Regions from separate parts of the Mus musculus genome. Here region 2 is linked to region 1. The links are chromatin contacts, called in public Micro-C maps. All regions are on one chromosome and are shown on one strand. Each heading gives the region's core, a stretch centred on a gene start, on an enhancer-like site or on the middle of the called end of the contact. The rest is flanking DNA. Distances are from core to core; before and after follow the strand shown.

Region 1 (4,187 bases), core at 364-2,863:
TCGTTGCTTTCATTATTAATACTTAATTAAAACTGGTACCCACTGCAGAGGGTAGCTATAAGGACACAGTTACAGAGCCTGATGTGTGCTAAAGACATCACTATGTGCTAAAGACATCACTGTGTGGTCCTCGTTTCTTTCATCATGAGTTAGAAGTACAAAGGTCTAGGGAATTGCATCTTGGTGTTTTCACCTGTGAGATTTTTTTTTAACCACATCTCTTTCCTCCAGCAAAAAGGAATTGGCATGAACGAACCGCTGGTGGACTGTGAGGGCTATCCCCGGGCGGATGTGGACTTGTACCAGGTCCGAACAGCAAGGCACAACATCATCTGTGAGTGACCCTCGCTGGGGCTGTCTTGGCTTGTGGTGGGGTTGCTGGAGACACAGGGGGTGATTAGCATTGAGCACTGCAAAGCTTTTCTGCTTTGACACAATTACCTTGTCAAAGTAAGGAACTGAGAAGCAAGCGGACAGGGTGGATGGCAGAGTTGCATGTCGATGGCTTTATTATTATTTTTTTTTATTTTAAATACTTTGCTTCAAAGCTAAATGTGGTGGCACACGCCTTTGATCCCAGCATTCAGGAGGCAGAGGTAGATGGATCTCTGTGAGGTTGAGTCCAGCCTGGTCTACAGAGTGAGTCCCAGGCCAGACAGCTGAAAAAAAACCCTGTCTCAAAACAAAACAAAACAAAAACAAACAACAAAAATCCATGAACAAACAAACAAAAAAACTTGGCTTCAAGCTGGGCATGGTGGCACACAGCTCTAAGGCTAGCTGTTTGAGGCCAGTCTGGGCTGCATACAAAAGTACAGAACGGGGCTGGGGAGATGGCTCAGTGGTTAAGAGCACTCACTGACTGCTATTCCAGAGGTCCTGAGTTCAAATCCCAGCAACAATATGGTGGCTCACAACCATCTGTAACACAACCACCTCTTCTGGTGTGTCTGAAGAAAGCAACAGGGTACTCACATACATAAAGGATTTTTTTAAAAAAAGTAAAAAAACAAGGAATGAAAGCTTTACTTTGTTATGGGACTTCATTGAATTAACAATGGAAGCCCAAATCAGTCACTCCCCAGCCCCATGGAGTCCATGAAGTAGGTTCCCACTGTGCAAATAGCAAAGACCCAGGCTGGCTCTCAGACTGAAGTATCAGTATAAAGGCCAGCAGAACCAGGTTCTGCCTGTCTTCAGGCCCATGGCTGTGTTCAGGCAGGAGACAGGCGACAGGAGGAACGGTCCTGGCCTCCCACCCTGAGTGTGCCATTGGTTAGCATTTTCCTGCCAGGAAGGCTGGGCAAGCCTGTCCCGCTGCAGGCCCATCACTCTCCTGAGGGAGTCTTACACATGGTCTTTGTCTTAATGAAGTACCTGTTAGAGAATGGCACCTGCAGAGGACACTGGGTTTGTGTTTCTGTTATAACAAGCCACAAGACTGTATTGTGTCTGACAGTTCTGGAGGTGAGACAGCCAGAAGGTCTGCTGACAGAATCCAGGTGTCAGTGGGGCTGGCTCCCCCTAGGGGCTGGGGCTGGTGGTGTATCCTTTGTCTTTGCAGAGGCCACCTGTGTTTCCTGGCTCTTGGCCAGGATCCTCTGTCTTTAGAAGTAGTGCTCACATCTTTCTAGCCTTTGCAGCTGTTATGGAATCTTGTCCTCTCCCCCTCCTGCCTCCCTCTTTAGCTTGTTAAGACCCGGGCCCTCCCAGAAAATCCAGGCTCGTCCCTTCTCCCAGGGTCCTGAGGTCACATGTGCACTGGCTTCGGGATGAGGGTGTGAACATCTTTTACTTGGCACTGTAGATAATCAGCCCTCCATCCCAGCTGTACTAGGGGGTCAGTCACCCATGGTTTGCATTTCATGATTTCCACTGAGTATGCCGGACTCCGGCTTTATCCACAGTGTTTTGGTAAAGGAGCTGCCTTTATAAGCAGGGTGCAGAGTAAGATGCACGCTCCCTTAAAGCCACAGTGTGGGAGAGAGCACCTCAGAACATCCTTTTTCCCCTGAAGATTCTGATGTTAAAAAGGTTCAGTCTTACAGGAAATAAACTGAGGAGATGCGGAGAATAGGGAAACTATGTGAAGACTGCAAATGTGAGGGAAATTCTGAGCTTAACCCCAAACCCCTGAGCCCCCAGGGATGGGGCTCACCCCTTCTGCAGAAGCAGGGCCGGGGAAGTTTGCCGAATGCTGATTTTCAGTGCTGATTGACTTCGTGTCCCAACAGCATTCTTTCCGCTGACTTGAACTGCAGCAGTGTTATATTCTCTGTGTTTGTGTGTGGGTGTGTGTGGGCGCACATGCCCTGCTGGGAGCGGAACCTGGGGCTTCGTGCTAGAGCTTACTGTACCACTTAGGCTTTTCAGCTATGCTTAGCCTATTTCTGGACGCTTTACACTGTTCTACTCCATGTTAATTTTATATCATCTTAATGACTTTATTATGTGTTAATAATATGATTGAACAATTCCCCCTTATTAGTATTCTTTTGAAAGACAATTCCCACAAGTTTAATGTATTCTTAAACATGGATTTTTCTTAGGGAACAATCCTAGGCTTACATTGAAATTGGGAAAGTAATACAGAAAGGTCTCATATGCTGAGTCCTTAGTCGCTAATCACCAGCAAGTGCTAGCATGGTACATTTGTGGCAGCTTAAACTTAATTTTGAAATAATTGCTGCAGAAGTGTTTACCCCCAGGCAATGAAAACCTTTTGAATTCTGATATGGAATTGTAATATATCAGCAACTCAGTCATTGGTCCTCTCACCCACAGCAGTGTGGAGAATACAGATTGTGTCTAAGACAGTGACTCTACTGTAAGCCTCCCTGGCCTGGGGTCTGGTTTTTCCCCCTCACATCTGCCTCTGTGGACTGAGTACCCAAGTCCCCTAATGCCTGCGGGCCCTACCTTTGCTCACAGTGACAGGCAGGCTAGATGACCACACAGCCACACAGCCCCACAGTCACGGCTCCTGCAGAGTTGGAGAGTCTGTGACCCAAGGGTGCCACATGTGGATTGGCTATCAGGGCGATGGCAGCAGGCGGCCTTGGAGACTGCGGAGAGTTCTATTGATCCAGTGGCCTGGGTTGAATAAGGACTGGGATCCAAAGAAGAAGGAAAATATTTTTTTTTAGTTTTAAAAGGACATTAAATGCCGGCTGCTTGCAGGACCAGTCTCCAGACCTGCTGGACGACCACGGTGATTCATTTTGTTTTCACTTTTATTTACATGTATAGGTGTTTTGCCTGCATACGGTATGTGTGCCAAGTGCCTGCAAAGGCCAGAAGAGGACATTAGATCCCCTGGGACTAGAGTTACAGACAGTTGTGAGCCTCTATGTGTTGGGAATTGAACCTGGGTCCTCTCCAGTGCTCTTAACTGCTGATCCATCTCTCTAGCCCCTGATTCAATATTATAAATCAGCTTTTAGCACTAAAACTTGGAGGCAGTCTCCTTCTCAAAGTCCTCAGTTTTTAGCCTTTCTAGGAAAATCAAAGATTTGGCAGCATTAAATCTGCCTCTCACGCCTCATCAGTTGCAAGAGCCCAGTAGTAGGTGCCTGACTGACACTCAGCATCCCACACGTGGCTCACTAGGCTCTTGTGTCTTATCCACCTCCTCTATTTAAGAGAAAAAAAAAAAGACAGGCTTGTATGTATTTGAGGCTAACCCTAAACAAAATACTTAGCTGAGCATGGCCTTGAACTTTTTTTTTCTTTTAAAGATTTATTTAATATTATACATAAATACACTGTAGCTGTCTTCAGACGCACCAGAAGAGGATGTCAGATCTCATTACGGGTGGTTGTGAGCCACCATGTGGTTGCTGGGATTTGAACTCAGGACTTTTGGGAGAGCAGTCAGTATTCTCACCCGCTGAGCCCTCTCGCCAGCCCAGCCTTGAACTTTTGATCCTTCTGCTTCTGCCTCTTGAGTGCTGGGATTACAGGCAGGCACCACCACGTGAGTTTTATGTGGTGCTGGGGATCAAACACCTCTTGTGGGGACTCAGCAAGCTCTGCCAACAGAGCTACACTGAGCTCCAGTGAAATCCTTCCAGCAGACATTCTTCCTCAGCCTTGTTTTGTGGTGTCTTTTCCTTGAGAGTCTTAAGTACCTAACACTGGTCTCCTGATCTCCTCCTGCCTCCCCTGATCTCCTCCTGCCTCCCCCT
Region 2 (4,105 bases), core at 1,293-3,792, 200 kb after region 1:
ACAGTGTTATTTCTAGATGGTAAAATTACCCAGTTTCTCTTGTATTCCTTTTAATATTTTCTGTTGTTTGATATTTCATTCCATGTGAGTGTAGAATATTCTTTAAAAATTAACAACATTGAAAAGATTTCAAAAGATAAGTCGGGCAGTGGTGGCGCACATCTTAATTGTAGCACTCGGGAGGCAGAGGCAGGCAGTCTCTGAGTTCAAGGCCAGCCTGGTCTACAGAGTGAATTGCAGGATGGTGAGAGCTACACAGAGAAACCATGTCTCAAAAAACCAAAAATAAATAAATGGTAAAAAAGAGATAAAAGTGAAAACCAATCTCTGGGCCAGCAAGATGGCTCAGTAGATAAAGGTGCTTGTTGCAGAAGCCTAGTGACCTTAGGTTGATGCCTGGAACCCAGGAAACTGTGGAAGAAGAGAACTGAGTCTCCAGGGTTCTTGACCTCCAGAGGAATACCATGGCAAGTGTGTACCCACCCAGCCACCCACATACACCATGCCAACAAACAGTGATACGATCTTATTGAGAGAGACAGAGACAGACAGAGAGACAGAGACAGAGAGACAGAACTTGAGAGAGCGCGGGGCGGGCTGGGCAGTGATAGCACAGGCTTTAATTCCATCACTCAGGACACAAAGGCAGACGGGTCTCTGAATTCAAGGCCAGCCTGGTCTCCAGAGTTAGTTCCAGGACAGCCAGAACTACACAGGAAACTTTCTTGAGAAAAATAAATAATAAATAAACAGAGGGCTATAAGATGGCACATTTAACAAACAAGCAGCTCCGTTTGCGAATGGAACAGGTGGGCAGGGAGGGAAGCAGGGAAGGAAAGAGAGGAGCAGCACGTCTCATTACACAGTGTGCAGTCTTCTAAAGACAGCCAGAGGCCGGGCGTGGTGGCGCATGCCTTTAATCCCAGCACTTGAGAGGCAGAGGCAGAGGCAGGCGGATTTCTGAGTTCGAGGCCAGCCTGGTCTACAGAGTGAGTTCCAGGACAGCCAGGACTATACAGAGAAACCCTGTCTCAAAAAAAAAGAAAAGAAAAAAAAAAGGAAAGATAACTAAAGACAGCCAGAAGCCCGTGCTGGTTCAGTGGGATAGATTTTCCTATTGTGCAGGAATTACCAGCTCAGAATAAAAGAGGAAGGAAAACAAAGCTAGGAGGAATGTGTGTAGAAACTTCACAAATGGTAATGATTACTGTAATTTTACAACTAGAAAAAAGACTAACATCTCAGTGGATGGTGGAAAACTGTGTAGGGCTAGTAGGATGGCACACGCACGCACACACACACACACCTCAAACTCATGGTGCTCTTCCTGTTTGAACCACTTTAGTACTTGGCCTACAGGAACTCATGTTACACCCAGTCTTACAGAGATTGTATTAATTATGAAGTTCTTTAACAAATGATGCAAATTAAATGAGTCCATCACTGCCCCCACTCCCACCTCACCTCCAAAGTCTGGTTCTGTACCTTATTCCAAAGTAATTAGGAGCACTCAGGGTTCTAGGTTCAAGTTTATTCTCCTGGCACATAGGCCTCTCGACCACCCTTAAACTAGTATATGAACCTAGAGTCTGAGCATGCTGAAAACACGCTGAAAGTAGCATCTCCAGCAGGAACATTTGACTGTGGCTTTAAGTGATACTGAACTGTGAATCCAGTTAGGTCCAGAATGTAATTAATGCTTTAAATACCAGAAACAGGCACAGCCCTTACTCTGTGCCAAACACAGATCCTTCTTGTGGTCCACCCAGTGCTCCCGCACAGTGGATAGCTTGGCCATTTTGTTGTTGTGGTTGTTGTTTGATTTTTTCAAGACAGGGTTTTTCTGTAGTCCTGGGTATCCTGGAGCTCACTGAGATCCGTTTGCCTCTGCCTTCCAAGTACTCGAGACACCACCGCTAGCAGAGCATTGCCATTTTGTAAGGCAGGCAGCTCATGTGACTTGTTTAGAAGTGGACCACTGTGCTTTCTAGGCACATACTCTACCCCTGGCCTCATTACCTGCTCTTCAAGCCACTCTGCTTTCTGCATTTGCTTAGAAGTGGTATGGGTCTGGGACAGTCCCTTCATGTGGATGACAAGAGCACGGGTCAGTAAAGATGACAGAATGAAGGGGTGTAAGTGAGGCCATACCACTAGCAAGGCAAATTGTGTCCAGCTTTTACTCAGGTTGCCATACCTTTTGTGTTTGTGAAACTGTTAATTTCCTGCTCTTTTTGCCTAAGGACAAACGTAAATCTGCACAAATGCACCAGCACAGGTGACTTACTTGTCTTCACCCATGGCTCCCACACAGCTGGTGTTTTCTCTAAAACAGGGCCCTTCGGCCCGTGTTCCTGAGCCCGGCTGCCTCGGTCCTCAAAGCCAACTTCTCCACAGCACGTTCACTTCAGTTTTAAAAGCAAAGATGCCAAGTGGCCCCCAAGGAAGATGAGTTTCAGACACAGGAGTAGGTTCTGAAAGTGTCCCTGGCTTCTATAGGAGGTCGTCTGCTGGAGGGGTGCCAGGGTGACTTTTGCATTGTACTTGTGGTAGCTAGTCCCCATGTCCTGGCTCCTCAATACGTCTTTGTCCCTCTTCAGCCTGTTAGTTTTGGCTCTGATAGCCTTTGGATCGAGGCCAGATCCCAAGACAAGCCAACAGAAATGACTCTTTGAAGCAAAAGAGTTGGAGTTCTGGAGGAGAGACAAGATGGGACATTATTATCCCTCTGCTCACTCTTTAAAGGCAGCATTTAATAACCACGATCTGCCTGGCTGGGTTTGTGCACAGAATTCACTCAGTCACAAGTTTTTGTCTCTGTGTGTGGCTACTTGCCTTCTGTGATCAACTAGAAGGCCTTATAAGGCTGTGCCTGAACTTTTTCCCCTTATTTTCAAAAAATAACGCATTCCTATGTTTAATTAGTTGATTTTTATCCCTCGCCCTTTGTATGTATGTGGAGACCTAGAGAGATGGCTCAGTGGTTAAGAGCTCTTCCAGCAGACTTGAGTGCAGTTCTCAACATCCACTCCAGGCAGCTCCAAGGAATCTGACTGCTGCAGGCTCTGTGTGTGTGTGTGTGTGTGTGTGTGTGTGTGTATGTGTGTGTGTGTGTGTGTGTAGACATACAGAGATACACATAAGGCACTGTGTGTGTGTATGTGTGTGTACACAGACATACAGATATAATCTGAATGCTGCAGACACTGTGTGTGTTTGTGTGTGTATGTGTATACATGCGCTTGCGCAGACACACAAATATACACATAAGTAATTCTTAGAAACCAAAACAAATGGAGCCAGGGTTTAGTTCAATGGAATTGCACCAGATTAAAGTCCTGGGGTCAATCCCCAGTATAGTTTAAAACCAGGAAGCCATGTTTTATATTTCATTGCTTGTTATTATTTTTATTTATTTAGTAATGCCTTGTATAAAATTTTGCCTGTTTATCAGCATTTTATATCAGCACAAGTATATTTTTGATTATCTCAGAATGTTCAACTATGTAGATATACTTGTATTTTAATAAATCTCTTTTATTGAATATGTACTTCATTTCTAACCTCATCTTACAACTTAATATCCCCTTTTGGCTTTGTGCCCATGTTTGAATGGATTTGTGGAATTAATTCCTGCAGAATAGATCTTGGCTTAAAGAAACATGTAAAGTATGATTAGAAAGTTGTCAGCTTGCACTTCATGAACACTCGCTTGTTTTTGCCTGTTGTTGTCCTCAGTGCCAATTCAATGATGAGATCTTTCTTTTCTGTCTTGAGCTGGCTTGTAAATGTGGGTAGTTGTTAGCTGCTGTCTCGTTGTACCTGAGAGAACACCTTAAGGGAGAAAGGTATTCTGGTATAGATTTTTCAGAGGTGTGGAGGGACATGGTGGAGCAAAGTTCACCTCATCGTGGCCAGGAAGCAGTACACAGACAAAACGAAGTTGGGGACAAGGTCTTTCTGGGATGTTTGTCCAGTCTACTTCCTTTCATCTAGGCCAGAGGTTCTCAGATGGTTGTGAGCCACCATGCGTTTGCTGGGAACCAAGCTCAGGTCTTCTGAAAGGCAGCAAGTACTTCTAGCCTCTGAGCATCTCTCCAGCTAG

Evidence for each region. A called contact is a pair of places that touch in the nucleus more often than the background predicts.
Region 2: a Micro-C map of stem cell-derived neurons shows a contact between it and region 1, with 5 times the contacts expected there. The contact joins two enhancer-like sites. A contact is called at or near these places in 3 of 15 datasets of contacts at CTCF or cohesin (the NIH/3T3 cell line, large pre-B cells and pro-B cells), 37 of 484 Hi-C or Micro-C datasets (the C2C12 cell line, CD4 T cells, the NIH/3T3 cell line and 27 more), 5 of 115 datasets of contacts at active chromatin or transcription factors (embryonic basal ganglia, embryonic forebrain, forebrain and 2 more) and 4 of 9 other capture datasets (adipose tissue, embryonic stem cells, liver and 1 more).

Annotation. Positions count from the first base shown.
Region 1 is chr5:123,234,363-123,238,549 of GRCm38.p6, forward strand. Psmd9 (proteasome (prosome, macropain) 26S subunit, non-ATPase, 9) reads left to right here. Exons shown (of 6, transcript NM_026000.2): 2 at 232-334. Among named protein-coding and RNA genes, the nearest start is that of Psmd9, 8.3 kb to the left of the region's middle. Within about 2 kb of position 1,614, at least 41 of the 459 cell types and tissues checked have an H3K27ac peak or open chromatin away from gene starts, as enhancers often do. A contact at or near this core is called in cerebral cortex, oligodendrocyte precursor cells, stem cell-derived neural stem cells and 1 more, where this site is marked.
Region 2 is chr5:123,429,664-123,433,768 of GRCm38.p6, forward strand. All of the region lies in intron 1 of Mlxip (MLX interacting protein), which reads left to right. Among named protein-coding and RNA genes, the nearest start is that of Mlxip, 37 kb to the left of the region's middle. Within about 2 kb of position 2,543, at least 34 of the 459 cell types and tissues checked have an H3K27ac peak or open chromatin away from gene starts, as enhancers often do. A contact at or near this core is called in cerebral cortex, oligodendrocyte precursor cells, stem cell-derived neural stem cells and 1 more, where this site is marked.